Regions from separate parts of the Rattus norvegicus genome. Here region 2 is linked to region 1. Evidence: chromatin contacts called from public Hi-C data. All regions are on one chromosome and are shown on one strand. The core of a region is the stretch at or near the end of the contact, and the rest is flanking DNA. Distances in the headings are between cores, read along the strand shown.

Region 1 (7,222 bases), core at 2,714-5,213:
CTCGTTCACCTAAGGCTCCCAGCTCCATCGCTAGTGCCACAGTAATCAGTGTGAACACATGGATGTCAGCACCTGGAAGTGGAGGCAGGAGGATTGGGAGTCCATGTCATCTTAAAGCTACACAGGGTATGTGAGGCCGGCCCTGGCTACCCAACCGCCTAAGAAAACAAAAACAAAAACAAAAAAGGTCGGAGGAAGTCAGTAAAACGATTGTCACAGAAGCACAAGGGCCAGAGTTTGGATCTCAAAGACGTAGAAAAGGACTTCCACGCCTGCTGGCCAGGCAGACTAATAAATCAGCGAGTTACAAGGTTATAAGCAAGTGGTCTCAAAGAAAAGGTTACTAGTCTCCTACTCAGAGGCTCAGGTAGGAGGAACGGTTGTTAGCTCCAGGCCAGCCTAGTTTACATATCAAATGCTAGAGTAGCAGGGGGCTGAGGAGTGAAAACCGGTCTCAAACAAAAAAGCAATTAAGGTTGAAAGTGAAAATCCAGCTCCAGGGATCCAATGCCCTCTTCTGGCCTCCTAGGGCATCAGGCACAGATGTGGGCACAGAGGCACTCACCAGCACCTATACCTGCCTCTCCCTCTCCCTCAGCATAAGGGGGAAGGCAAGAAACCAATTCCAAAAAGTTCAAATGGAATTAAAAAGGCAGCAGCAGCTTTCTAAACTGGCCATGGTGGCAGCTTAGTATCCAAGAGGCAAAGGCAGGTGGATATCAGAGTTCGAGGGCAGCCTGGTCCCCAGAGTTCCAGGCTAGCTGAGGCTACATAGTAAGACCCTGTCTCAAAATGAAATAAAACTTATAGGGTCAGATGAAATGGCTCCATTTCTTGTTACCACGACTGATGGTCTGAGCTCCATCTCCAGTACTGCCCAAGAACTGACTCGGGAAAAGTATTCTGACCGCCATAATACACTGCTAAATATGCACATGCAGACGCAGACAGATAAATGTAGTTAACTATGGCTTGGGGAGACGGGCACGTGTCCCACATCCTTGACCACCTACCTCAGTATGACCCCAAATCCACATGGTGAAAGTGTAACAAACACCATGAAAACGTCTAACTGCCACACGTACGCTGTGGTACACATGCACATAAAGTTAAAAAGTCTCCCCTTAACACATACCAGAGTGCATACATGTGTGTATACATATATGTGTATATATGTGTATATACGTATATATGTATCACACACCATTTATATGTAAGTTTAACAAAAATGAGTCAGCCAGGCACGTAACACGCATCACTTGAGAGGAACAATAGCAAGACCGAGACCAGACAAACTACATAGAGACCAGACCATGCCTTGAAAATAAGTTTCAATTGTAAAAAATGGAAAGAAGTTAGACACCCGTGTCAAAGGAACCTCCCTAGGGAAGAGGATGCCACCTGTTCAGGAAAAGAAATCCCTCACCTGCAAGGTGTGAATGTCTGAAATGAGGCCTTAGTTGAATTCTAACTCACGACCTTCCTGCCTCCCAAAGGCTGGGGTTATAGGCCATGGCCGCCACATCTCACTAAAAAGCATGATTTGAATTCCTCAAAGATGCAGGGTTTACTGTATTTCAAAGAAACGGTCAGTCTGGGGCTGGCAAGAGAATTCAGCCGATGAGGGGAAGCTACCAAGCCTGATGACATGAGTTCCATAACCAGGACCTTGTGGAAAGGTCAGTTCCTGCAAGGGGTCCTGACCTCCACTCAAGCTGTAGCACATACCCTCCCCTCATACACACTAAGACTTAAAATCCACATGTTGAAAAATCCTGTATTTTATACAGCTAGCAGAACTATGCACATTTCTATTTAAACTGCCATTTAAATACAAAACAGGGTGGACGGAAGCTGCAACAAGGCCTAAGTCAGCTTCTGGACTATCCCACCAAATGTCAGTACCTCTCTATCTCACACTGTAGATACTTTGCAACTAAGTTTTTCTAAATCAAAAGTTAACCCGGGTCATATTCCTGTAATCCCAGCACTTGAGTAGATACAAGAGATCAAGGCTAGCCTGGGTTATACAGTCAGCCTAAGGCTAGCCTTCTTGGGCTACAGGAATCCTTTCCTGGAAATGAAAACAACACACACACACACACACACACACACACACACACACACACACCCCAAAGAACAGGAAAAAAACAAGACAGAAAGGCAGGTTACAGCACTGTCTAACTTTAAAGAACGAAATACTTTAATAGGTATGTATTTTTTGGTAGTAAATTGTAAAGGTAAAAAAATCTGTTGAGGTGTGTCAAAGGCTGTGAATGTTTGTGTCTATATAATCAAAAAGCCAGCATTCAATAACCAAACCATCATGGTGGTACATGTCAGTAACCCCCAGCACTGAGGAGTCACAGGCAGGGAGATGGGGAATTCTAGGCCAGTCTGAGAAAACTCACCAAGAATCCATCTCCAAGAAAAGAAAAAGTGAAAGGGCTGGAGATGTATAGCTCAGTGGTAGAAACCGTTCACAGAGTTTCAGGTCCAATCCCGGGGGCAAACTGGGGGTGGGGAGTGTTTGACAAGGGGGAATTCAGGCTCTCCTCCCACTTCATCCCCCTAAACCTCAAAAGGCAACCGGCCTGGCAACACCCCACCAAACTAACCCATGGAAATACCAAAAGTAAACTCATTATCGGGTTGGAATATGTGCAGCAAAAGTCAGGGAACCTATGACTAAGTAGCGCACAGTGACACGTGGGACAAGCTTTCAGGATTGAACGGATGGACGATGCCCTTCTGGAACAGGAAGCAGGATCCGGTGTTCCCGCCAATCCCTGAACACAGACCTCCCCGTGGAGGTATGGAAGGTACTAGTGGTAGGATCCCTCATTTCCAGTGACACAACATTGAAAGTTGAAGAGCTTCCTTGACTGCTCGGGCGGGAGTGTGGGGGAATTCATATGTTCTGAAATGGGAGTTTTATCTGCCATCTCACTCCTCGGAATAAACACTAGACAATGTAAAAAGCTTCCTCGATGGCGGCAGAATCGAAGGAACTGGTTCACAGGGGTTAAAATAACGGGGCGGGGGCGGAGACATCTTACTATCATCCATTTTTCCCTCCCTCTGATACACATTTTGGACAGTGTTAAAAGGTTTCCTCGATTGCTCTGGGATCTCGGGACAGTTTATGTTACTGCCAAAGTGGAGGGCCCACTCTGCACCACCTCTCTCCAGGCATAGTCTCTGATAGCTCCAGGATCGCAGGAGCTCCTTTGGGATAAAAACAAAACAAAAACCCACGAGGGCTGTAAGCTGCTCAGGCCCAGCACCGCACCATGAGAGAAAAAGCTCCTAGGACTTGACAGCGGGACTCGAACGGAGAAATGCAGAGCCCTTCTGCACGAGGGCCTTCGGGGTCCCAGCGGAGGAACCCTCGGGTGGGCGCGGCGGGATCTGCAGGGCACCGGAAGTGAAGGCTGGAGAGGGGTGGGGGCTTCAGGGTGTCCACAGGCCCTGAGAGGGGCACTTCCTGCAACCCAGGAGCCGGGCTGGCCGAAGAGGGGAAACCCTGAAGGTGTCCCCAAGCTTGTTCTATTCCAGAAGGCTAGAAGGGACCATCCCCTTCCTCCCTCAAGTTCCCAGTCAATGGGCTTGCCAGCAACCAGGCCCCCACCCATTTTGGCGCCAACAGCCAGAGGCGCGCGCGACCGGAAGCACAGCCCGCGCCAAACGCTGCCCCGCGCATGCGCGCCCTGGCTGTCAGCGGCCGCAGGGCCACCCCGAGATACCCCAATAAATGCCTCCGCATCGGTCCCGCCCCTCGCCCCCACTTTGTGTGGTACCTACCGCCTGCGGACATGGTCGGGGAGCGAGCCTGCCGGGGAGGCAAGTGCAGGCACTCGGGCTGGAGCTGTTCGTGCTGGCATCTTGCAGGTTGCAGACGACAGGACAGCTCTGAACGAGACCCCGGCTTTTTCGCGCGCGCGGAAACCAATTGGGAGGGGGCGGCGCAAGCGGAAGCAGCATGTACCACACAGGGCAAGAGAGTGGGGGAAGACAATGCTATGCCCGAACGGAGTGCGCATGCGCAGGACGGAGGCACCCACACCTCCTGGCTGGAGTGGGCTCGTCCGCACTGTGACTGGAGCCACTCACCTCCCCCTTGCCTGAAGAGGTGGATCAGCCCTTGAGAGCAGGTAGTACTCCCCTTTCACAGGGCACCCACATCCAGGCACTCCAAGCCCTTGTAGTTCCACTTCCAGGGGATCCTACGCCCTCTTCTGGTCTCTATGGGCACCGCACTCACATGCACAAACACAATTTTTTTTAAAAAAAGTGATCTTTTGAGTCGGGCAGAGGTGGTGGAGTCTGTGGCGCCATGTTTTTAATCCCAGCACTCTGGGGGCAGAAGTGGGAGGATCTGTGTGTTCAGCCTGGTCTAAAAACAGTCTTTTTAAAAAAGAAAAAAAGGGTTGGGGATTTAGCTCAGTGGTAGAGCGCTTACCTAGGAAGCGCAAGGCCCTGGGTTCGGTCCCCAGCTCCAAAAAAAAGAACCAAAAAAAAAAAAAAAAAAAAAAAAACCCAGGCAGCAGTGGCGCATGCCTTTAATCCCTTGCACTGAGGCAGAGGCAGACAGATCACTATTTGAGGCTAGCCAAGTCTATACAGTGAATTCTAGGACAGCCAGGGCTATACAGAGAAACCCTGTCTCAAAACAAAAGGGTGGGCTTCAAGGGTGGGCTTGTCTGTGAAAGAGACCCAAAGAGTGAGCAGCACCAACGAGAAAGAAAATACCAGAGAGAAACGGAGACGAACAGGTTCCAGGGCCCAAAATGTAGATCTCTACGGCAGTGCCACCTCGTGTATAATGGGTAATTGGATTGCAGGTTGGACAAGATGCTCCTCAGCCTATCACAGGCCACAGGGACACCTCTGGGGAAAGCAGGAAAGATAGAAGGACAGGAACAGGGCAGTCAGCCATCTCAGAGGGAAACCATCAACCAGCCAGAACCTAGCCCTGCCACCGGTGAGTCGCATTGGAAAGAAGCAAAGAGCACAGATGACAGACAGGCAGATTCCCTGTTGAGTTGCCTCAAGTCAAGGAACAGGGTCCTGGGAATGAGGCTCCATGCATGCTAGAGAATGGTAATACTAAGCTTTGCCCCCCAGTCCCTCACCAGCCATATTCTAAGCCAGACTTCAGGGACATCTGCTTTATTAGCAACTGCTGCCGAGATGAGAGAGAAGTGTGGAATCCAGGCTGGCAGGACAGCCCCATCGGTAAACGTGCTGCCAAGCCTATCCTGATGTCCTGGAACTCCATGGCAGAGGGAGAGGACGGTCTCCATCCAAGCTGTTCTGACTTCCACACATGCACCATAGCATGTGTTATGAGCCCTCCCACAACAGATTTAAATACATATAATAAAGGGGAATCAGACAAGCACTTGTTCCGTCTGCAGAGCGAGCGCTATCTGGATGAACACATCCTCCACCAAGCACGGCTCCACTGACCACTTCTCTCGAGCCTGTGTGCCCCAGGACTTCCATTGTTTCTACAGAACATTCTCTGGGAAGATTTGTACAGCCCCAAACACTTCCACCAAAACTCCCCCGGACCACATGGAAACCACCTGTTACTCCTACCAGATGCCATTCTTGGTAGTCATGGCCAGAGACTCTTTCTTACCATCTATCTCACTGGAGTGGAGGTCAAACTTTCATAGAGAAGGGGATATTGAAGGTTTTGTGAACCACATAGTAAAGAGCTGTCCCAATAAAACTTTATTAGTGCAAACGCATGGTGGGCCAATTACAGCTATCTGCCGAATCAGCACAAAGACCACCAGAAGTGCCCGATACTTAGATAAGGCACTGCTGTGGTCAGTGATAAAAGTGCTTTTCCAAAATAAAGATATTTTTGTTTCACCATAGTGTCACTACATTTTACAAAGAAAGATGGGGGGCCCAAACTGGATCAAGATGCAAAAGTAGGGGGTTGGGGATTTAGCTCAGTGGTAGAGCACTTGCCTAGCAAGCACAAGGCCCTGGGTTCTGTCCCCAGCTCCGGAAAAAAAAAAGAAAAAAAAAATGCAAAAGTAGGTTTACAGTCTACAGTCCATAGCATACACAACTTGATCAATTGATGGGATATTTAAAATCGCACAAAGGACTGTGTGTGGCTCAGTGGTAAGACCCTTGCCTCTTCTGATTCTGTGTCCAGCATACCAAAGAACACAAATACAACAGCATACACTCCCAAATAAATGGGTTTTGTTTGGTTGGTTGGTTTTGGTTTTTTTGGTTTTTTGTTTTTTTTTGTTTTTTTTTGGTTCTTTTTTTTGGAGCTGGGGACCGAACCCAGGGCCTTGCGCTTCCTAGGTAAGCGTCTACCACTGAGCTAAATCCCCAGCCCCTTTTTTGGGTTTTCAAGACAAGATCTCCCTGTGTAGCCTTGGCTATCCTGGAGCTTCCCTCTGTAAGCCAGGCTGGCCTTGAACTCAGAACTCCTGGCCTCTGCCTCCCCAGTGCTGGAGTCAACGGCATGCCAGGACCACCAGGCTAACAAGTGTAATTTTAAAAGATACTTTTAAGCTGGCTGTGATGTCATTTGCACCTGCACCTTTCTCCAGGCTCAAATAACTTGTCCAAGTCAGGAACCCAAATACAGCCAAGTACCTTGGAGTATGCTAGATAGAGCCACCTTCTTGACAACACCATCTGAGCAAAGCCCAGAACTCTCCCTGGAATCACCAGGACTGGCTCCTGTACCTGCCAATTTTAATCAAAGCCCTTGAGGCAGCTGGCAAACTGCCCCTCTGGGTGCTCTCCCTATCCCTAGGTTCCTGACTTTCCCTTGATGCCAGCCTGGCCTCATCTCTAGGCACAGAGAGAAAGCTGTGAAAAGCCAGACGCTTCAGAACACCTGGATGGCTTCTCAGAGCTCATGGGGTCCCTTAGCTTCCATGGGGGCCAACTGGCCCAATAAAAAGCTAACTACAGCCTCAGTCAGAACTCCAAACTCAAAGATATGGGCCTGTGGGGACGGTCAGGGATAAAGAGACCTTCACTCACAAGGATGGCAAAAGAAACTAGCCAAGCTCAGCCATCTCAGAGATACAAACTAAAACCTCCATATTGTTTCTCTCTCACAGTCTCTTAACATATACACACCACAGGATGGGTCAGATTTTAAAAAGAAATTTCAATGTTAGCAACATCAGAACACTTAGCACAAGTCAAAAACTGGTACCGCTGGTCTAGT
Region 2 (6,948 bases), core at 532-3,031, 140 kb after region 1:
GTCCTCCCACAGCCCACAAACCTGTCCCTTTGTCATAACTGCCCTGTCCTCCCACAGCCCACAAACCTGTCCCTTTGTCATAACTGCCCTGTCCTCCCACAGCCCACAAACCTGTCCCTTTGTATTTGTCCACGAAACAGTACTTGAGTTCGTAGTCGCTCAGGAGGTCATGTACTTCCTGCAGAGACACAATCAGAGGCCAGGGAGTGACTGGACAAGCCTGCCCACAGGTGGACCCTCCATACAGGTACATAAATGAATGGCTCCATTTTTCTGTAACAGCTATCTTCTCCCCTTCTACAACCTATCCTGTGTCGAGACTGTAGATTACATGATAGGAACACCGACATCTCAAACTGCATACCTTCAAGGAGGTTGCCTAACTTGTCTGATTTCCCCCATGCGAGGTTGAAACATGTTCACAGCTAATTACTAAGCCATTTTCTCCAAAAGGAAACAAACCGAGGCTGTAAGAAGTGAACCACAGAAACTGTCAGGACAACACAGGGCATGCTACCCAGGGATGCCTGATCAGGGGCTCCACTCATTTAATTGATCCTACACTATGTGGGTGCACCAGCCACCCAAACTCCCTCAAGTTGACAGGGCTGCTGTTTTGAATGCTGGTTTCCAGGGCAAGTTGCCTGGCTTCCTTGCACCAAATGACCTGTGTATGATCTGAAGGAGACTGGGCAGGCAATTCCAGATATGCAGGAGATGGTGCATACAGGTGTCTACTCCAGGTCCGTTCCCTTATCATACTCCCAACACCTCTGGGGCTTCATTAGCCATGTGCCTACATAGTAGTGGGTACTAGGGTGAGCCAGAGAGAAGAGATTCTTAGCAGCAATCAGAAAGGGCCTATCCCACCACCATCGGGCAGGGCAACATGGATACCACTTTCTTGGGTCCAAAGAGCATTGCACACCCTGCTCTATGTAGGTTCCCAATAGAAGGGCACTCCCGGGAAACAAGATTAGCCATAGGGAAGTGCCATAGAATACATAACCACACGTCAAAGGAGACTCCATTTTCCAAAATCAATTTTAGTAGGCATTTGAGGGGTGCATCTCCAACTTCCGGGTCTACCTCTAAAAGGTGTGGATGTATGTTTGGTAAGAAAGGCCATGCTCTTAATTCTGAAACTTCCAAATTTGAGCTCCCTAAGGCGGAGGAGGGAAAGCACCTTCTGAATATGCATGGGTAGCTTGGAATCTATTTCAATCAATCCATTCACATCCCCCCACACATATTTCCACGGGGCGCCACAGCTGCCTGCCTCTTCCAACTACCTGCACCCCTCAACCATTTGGCCTCTCCCAAGCCGGATGGTCGCCCCTAGCAACGTCGGCCCGCACTTCAAAGTGGGTTTTTTTCCTCCTCTTGACCATGCCCTTTCCACTTCGTTCTTAATGTCTCATGACCCTGGGAGAGGATACGACACTGGGGAGAGCCCCCACGCACAAGAGCGTTGGTACCGCCCTGTTCCCCCCCGCGCACGCGCACCGTGGCATTTCCCGCCACGCTCTCACCCCCACCCCCCATACCTGGTTGGTCACGTCCCCCGGGAGGCCTCGGATCAGTATCTTGCGGCGGTTACGGAACTGGCGCTCAGTGTGTTCCAGGCGTTTCCGGATCTCTTCCGGATCGAGCGGCGGCAACTCTTGTTCGGGTGTCCGGCGATCGACGGTCTCGGGAGTTTCCGCTTCGGCCTCCGCCTCCGGGCTGAGCGGCGGCCGGTGAGTAACGGACACGTCGGCCGCCATCTTGGGAAACCCGGCGCCTTCTGGGACCAGCGAGCTCAGGGCGGAGCGACATAGAGCGGCAAGGAGGGCGCGCTTAGTGATTGGTTGGTAGAGGCCCCGCCTCTCTCCCGGCCCCCTTCAGCCTATTGGCTGGACCCAGCGCCGCGAGCGTTGCCCCCTTCCTCTGACTCTGAGCCATTGAGTAAAAGGGCGGAGTTGCAGCAAGGAACCGCCTTGCAAGGTAGGAATGAGAATAGGCGTTCTATTCCTAACACCGCCTAAAGAGCTGTCAGGCGCACACACCTTTAATCTAAGCCCTTGAGAGGTGAAGGCAGATCTTATGACGTCGTCTTCAGCTACGTAAGCCAAATTCATAGGGATCCTGTCTCAAAAGGAAAAATAAAACGACAGACAAAATTAGCTGTGCTGGTGTACACATGCAATTCCAGCACTTGAGAAATGGAAGCTGCAGGATCAGAAGTTCAAAGTCATGCCCTACTTCACTTTGAGATAAACCTGATTCAGAAAGGAAAAACAAAAATCCGAACAAACAAACCAAAAACACCTGGTGTTATTTCCAGTGCTCTGAAGGCCTAGGCAGTCTAGTCTACATAGTAAGACACGGTTTCAAAACACAAACTAGGGGCCTACTACTAAACATGGCAACCCCAGAGTTTCATTCCCCGTAGACTTGGTGGGGTACTATAGACTGCCCAGGAAGCAAAAGGTTAAACAGGAGCTGGAGAAGGAACTGGCAAAAGACACAATCAGGAAAGAAGATCAGCAGTTTATAGTGACAGATATGGATCTCTCTAGCAACAGAAAGCTACTTTCAGAAATATATGGGCAAGTGCTAGCTCATTTTTACACACACACACACACACACACACACACACACACACACACACACACATTTGTTTTCCGAGACAGGGTTTCTCTGTGTCTGTCCTGGAATTTACTCTGTAGACCAGGCTGGCCTTGAACTCACAGAGATCCACCTGCCTCTGCCTCCAGAGTGCTGGTAATAAAGGTGTAAGCTATCACGCCTGGTGGAATTCGAAGGTTTTATTGATCTGGAACTTGATATGGCCCAATCCCCAACTCAATCTGGACCTTGATCTTCCCCAATCTCAGGACAACTCTCCCTGAACTGTATCATTATAACACAATGCCCCGAGGACACAGGTGCTAGCTGCCACTCTTTTTCTGCGTTCTGAGAATGTATACTGAAGCCACTGCAGTTGTCAACATCCCTAGGGACATGAACAGCCCTGTGATGATTCTGGCCATCCCGGCCTTGATGGGCACAGAGAGACCCAAGTGCATATATGTGCCCTGGGCTCCTGCTAAACTTGCCCCTATAGACCTTGCAGGTTCCTCTTTTACCGTGAATGTCACTCACTGTAGCAAGGTGTTCTTGTGCCTTGCCTTGGACCAGTTTCCTGGCAGTGATAGGTGCCATGGTAGTTTAGGTTGACAAGTAATGAGTTACCCCATGCCTGGTGCCCTCATCCTGGGCCTTCAGAGCTCATTGCTCTGGACCTGGCTCTGCAAGATGTACTGTAAAACTCTCGAGGTGCAAGTAGCCAGGCCCTGCCCCCTGGCTACTCAAATGGTGGGGCCTAACCCCTGGTATTTGAATAGCCAGACCTTCTTCCCAGTCAACCAAGCCCTGGCCCACAGAGAAAAAATAAAGTCCAAGATTAGGCCATAGAATCCCACCAATCGCTGAGCTTGCCCTAAGATGAGGCCACAAAATCCCACCGATTCCCAGAACATCCTCGAAAGCCCCTTTCCCAGGAAGCCTTCTATAAACCTGTCTCCTGTTCAGCTCTTTGCTGCTTCTCTCCTGAGCAGAGGCAGCCACCCTCCTGTAATTTTCCAATAAATCTCTTGTGTGGGGTTTGTTGTACGGTGTGATTCTGTGCTGTTCCTTGGCCAGCCAAGGTGACTTTTGCCTCGGAGCTGTGACACTTGGAGTGGGAGTCCTATCTTTGCAACACAGAGTGCTGGGGACATTTGTCATGATCAGTCTTGGAACAGTCTCTAAAGCCACCACGTGATTGGACACTCACAAACTCCCCAGAAGGAGATCGAGACAAGGAAAAGTCGAGACTGCCCGACCAGGACAGAGGGATGAGATCTTTAGGTCTGACCCACCACCTCCACAGGACATGCAGGTGGAGAGTGGTGCTCCTGTGCAGTCAGCCATCCACCTCCAGAGTGGCGCTGCACACGACAGGCCCACTGTCCCTCTTTTGTGATGGAACTGAAGCCAGACCAGCTTTTTTTTTTTTTTTTTTTGGTTCTTTTTTTCGGAGCTGGGGACCGAACCCAGGGCCTTGGGCTTCCTAGGCAAGCGCTCTACCACTGAGCTAAATCCCCAACTCCAACCCAGACCAGCTTTTAAGAGAAGGGGCAGGATCACTGTCCAGCATGACCAAGGCTTGGAACCCATGGACCATGGCCAGCTTTGTGATGTTGGCCCTGCTCAGTCTTAGGACAGGCCCTGGGAAAGCTAAAGGAGAAGACATAACTCAGGAACTGTTGACCCAGTGACCCCCCATGGCTCAAGCCACACCTTCATTATGGCCTGGCCCACCTACCCTTGGTGCAGCCTAGTCTCTGTCCTCGTGGGCCCCACCTGTGGCTTCTGAAGCTCTGTGTCTTCCTTACGCTCAGGCTCTCCTAGGCCTCCTTACTTCCGCATCTGAGGCTCAGGTTACAGGTTTAACATCCTCCTGGTTCTCTCTGACTGCGGCAGTGGCTTTGTACTGAGGAAGTCCCTGTGACTTTAGACTATAGTTGAGCATCATTTGGAGTCGCTTTGGAAGCCAGGAACAGACCATCCAGGAAGCAGTCTTAAAGGCCTCCATGTCCCTACCTCCAAGACAGTGGGGGGCTTAGGAGATGTGGAGGATAAGAAGTCACAGAAGCAGGGAGTCCCAACAGGGTCCTCCCAATCAGAATTGAATTTTTCTAAGATCCTCCTACCCAGGGCCCTCCTAACACCATTGCCCTCCTACCCAGAGCCCCCACCACCACTAGGCTCCTCCTCTGGGCAGGTTCTTTTGTCCCGCATCCTGCACATCCATATCACACCTGCCGGGTCTTGGCAAGGACCTTCTAACAAAACCACCCCAGTTCCACTATCATACTCATTCTGCACTTGCTTCTAGAGCCACCATGCCCAATGACTTCCCCAAAGCCCTTGAGATCTTGGATATCTACTGCCCTGGCTCAGCTCAAACCCACCCTCTATAAGCAAGCCCCTTCTTTTACCAAAAGTCTCCAAGATGTCAGTGGGCTGAGGTATTCTGGTACAGTCCCACTTCTGTTCAGTTGTGCATGGAAAGAGAAATTGGCCCAATGGTTGGTTCTTTCTCTTCACAAACACTATGGCTATGACCTCTACGAAGTCCCTAGAATCATGTTCTGTGAGCTGTCAGTTCAGCTCTTCCTCTCCAGGGAGTAGGACCATGCTGAGGTGGTTCTAAGGCTCTCATCCCACAACCTGGTAATGCAGTGTAAGGTTCCTGCCCATGGGCTGCCAGGGGAATGGAGTGGGGCAGCTCAATACCCTGAAGAAACCCTGCAGCAAAGGGCAAACACAAAGTCCAGATTCCATACCACAAGAACTAGGAGGAGACAGGGTGTGCCAACTGCAGAACTGTGAACTGGGCCTTTTTTAAAAACATGCGGTCACAGGCATAGCCCCACACCATGGCCGAGCCTCTCACTGGGAGAGTCTAGGCAGGGACGGACCTAGCTCCCAGGTCCTCTCTCATGGGGGGTTCTAGGCAGGGGCTCCTGCTGCTCAGCTGGAACCTCAGCCCCTTTCCACTTATTCCCCGGAACATTCTGAGGACAAAGGAGAAATTTCCTTTTGTTCCTGTGCTAGCCACTAAGATTAAAGATAATCAGTTTTCAAGGACATCACAGTGAGGAAAGACGACCATTTATAGTATTAACATCCATGGCTATAAGAAACAAAACAGAGGCCAAAAGTGGTGCACGCCCTTTAATCCCAGCACTCAGCAGGCAGAAGCAGGTGGATCTCTATGAGTTCAGCGCCAGCCTGGTCTACAAAGTGAGTTCTACAGAGCCAGGGCTACCTTGGAGTGGGGGGTGGGGATGGGGGTGGGTGGGTGTGTGGAGAGGGAGAGGAAGAGGGAGAGAGAGAAAAGCAAACATCACTACATTTGACTACATTTGCTTTGCTGTGCACCCCTCCATACACTGTGCAGGTATCAACCAACTTCAGGCAGCTAATGAAACCTCATTATTTTTCCCTTTTATAGATAGGAAAACAGATCAGTAAAGTGAGGTGATTTACCCGAAGACCCACAGGCAGAACTGACAGAGCCCGAGTTAGTGTTGTTTCTTGCACATCAGAGGCTGAGGCAAGAGGGTCATCCATTCTAGGCTACTCTTGTTTCAAACAACCGAAAAAGGAGACCCAGAATATGGCTCCCTTGGTAGACTGCTTCCTTAGGACTCATGAAGAGCTGGATTTCATCCAGGTAACTATTAAACCAGGCATGGGATGTATCATCATGCCAGCACTCAAGAAGTAGAGGCAGGCATGGCCACAGACATGGCTAAGAGCATGGGGGCCTCTTCAGAGGGCATGGGAATGACTCCCAACATTTCTGTGGCTGCACACAATCGTCTGTAACTCCAGTTCTGGGGAAACCGATGCCCTCTATGGCCTCTGTGGTGCACAGACATGCATGCAGGCAAGACACCTAAACTGAAAAGAGTGGATGAGGCACCCACAGCATGCTTGGTAAGTAAAGCCGCTCACTGCTGAGCCTGCCTGCGGGGAAGGCTTACACCCCATGAGGAAGGAGACAGCCGATTCCCACTGCGTCCGTCCTCTGGCCATGTCACCATCTCACAAGTCAATGCAATTTAAAGTGGGAGGGAGGGGAGATGGGGATGTAGGAGGATAGTAATCCAAGGTCAGTCTAAGGTCATCCTTCCTTCCATACAGTGAATTCAACGGCAGCCTGGGCTACCTAAGACCCTGTCTCACAAATGGAGTGAGGGGTGCAGAATAGACAGAGAGAAAACTCACAGACATAAATATCCTGACAGGAACACTCATAAATACAGATACATAAACACACATGCACTGGAACATAGAGACTCCCACATAACCATTTACATGACCATACGCAGATGCACATAGACATGAGAC

What was found. Hi-C and Micro-C count contacts between places; a contact is called where the count stands out from the background.
Region 2: a contact with region 1 is called in a Hi-C map of liver, with 3 times the contacts expected there. The contact joins the promoter of Raver1 here to the promoter of Dnmt1 in region 1. A contact is called at or near these places in 2 of 12 Hi-C or Micro-C datasets (both in liver).

The regions. Positions count from the first base shown.
Region 1 is chr8:27,758,878-27,766,099 of GRCr8, forward strand. It overlaps Dnmt1 (DNA methyltransferase 1), which reads right to left and starts at 3,964. Exons shown (of 38, transcript NM_053354.3): 1 at 3,805-3,964. The coding sequence starts at 3,884.
Region 2 is chr8:27,903,550-27,910,497 of GRCr8, forward strand. Raver1 (ribonucleoprotein, PTB-binding 1) reads right to left here and starts at 1,782. Exons shown (of 13, transcript NM_001013939.1): 1 at 1,548-1,782; 2 at 112-178. The coding sequence starts at 1,766.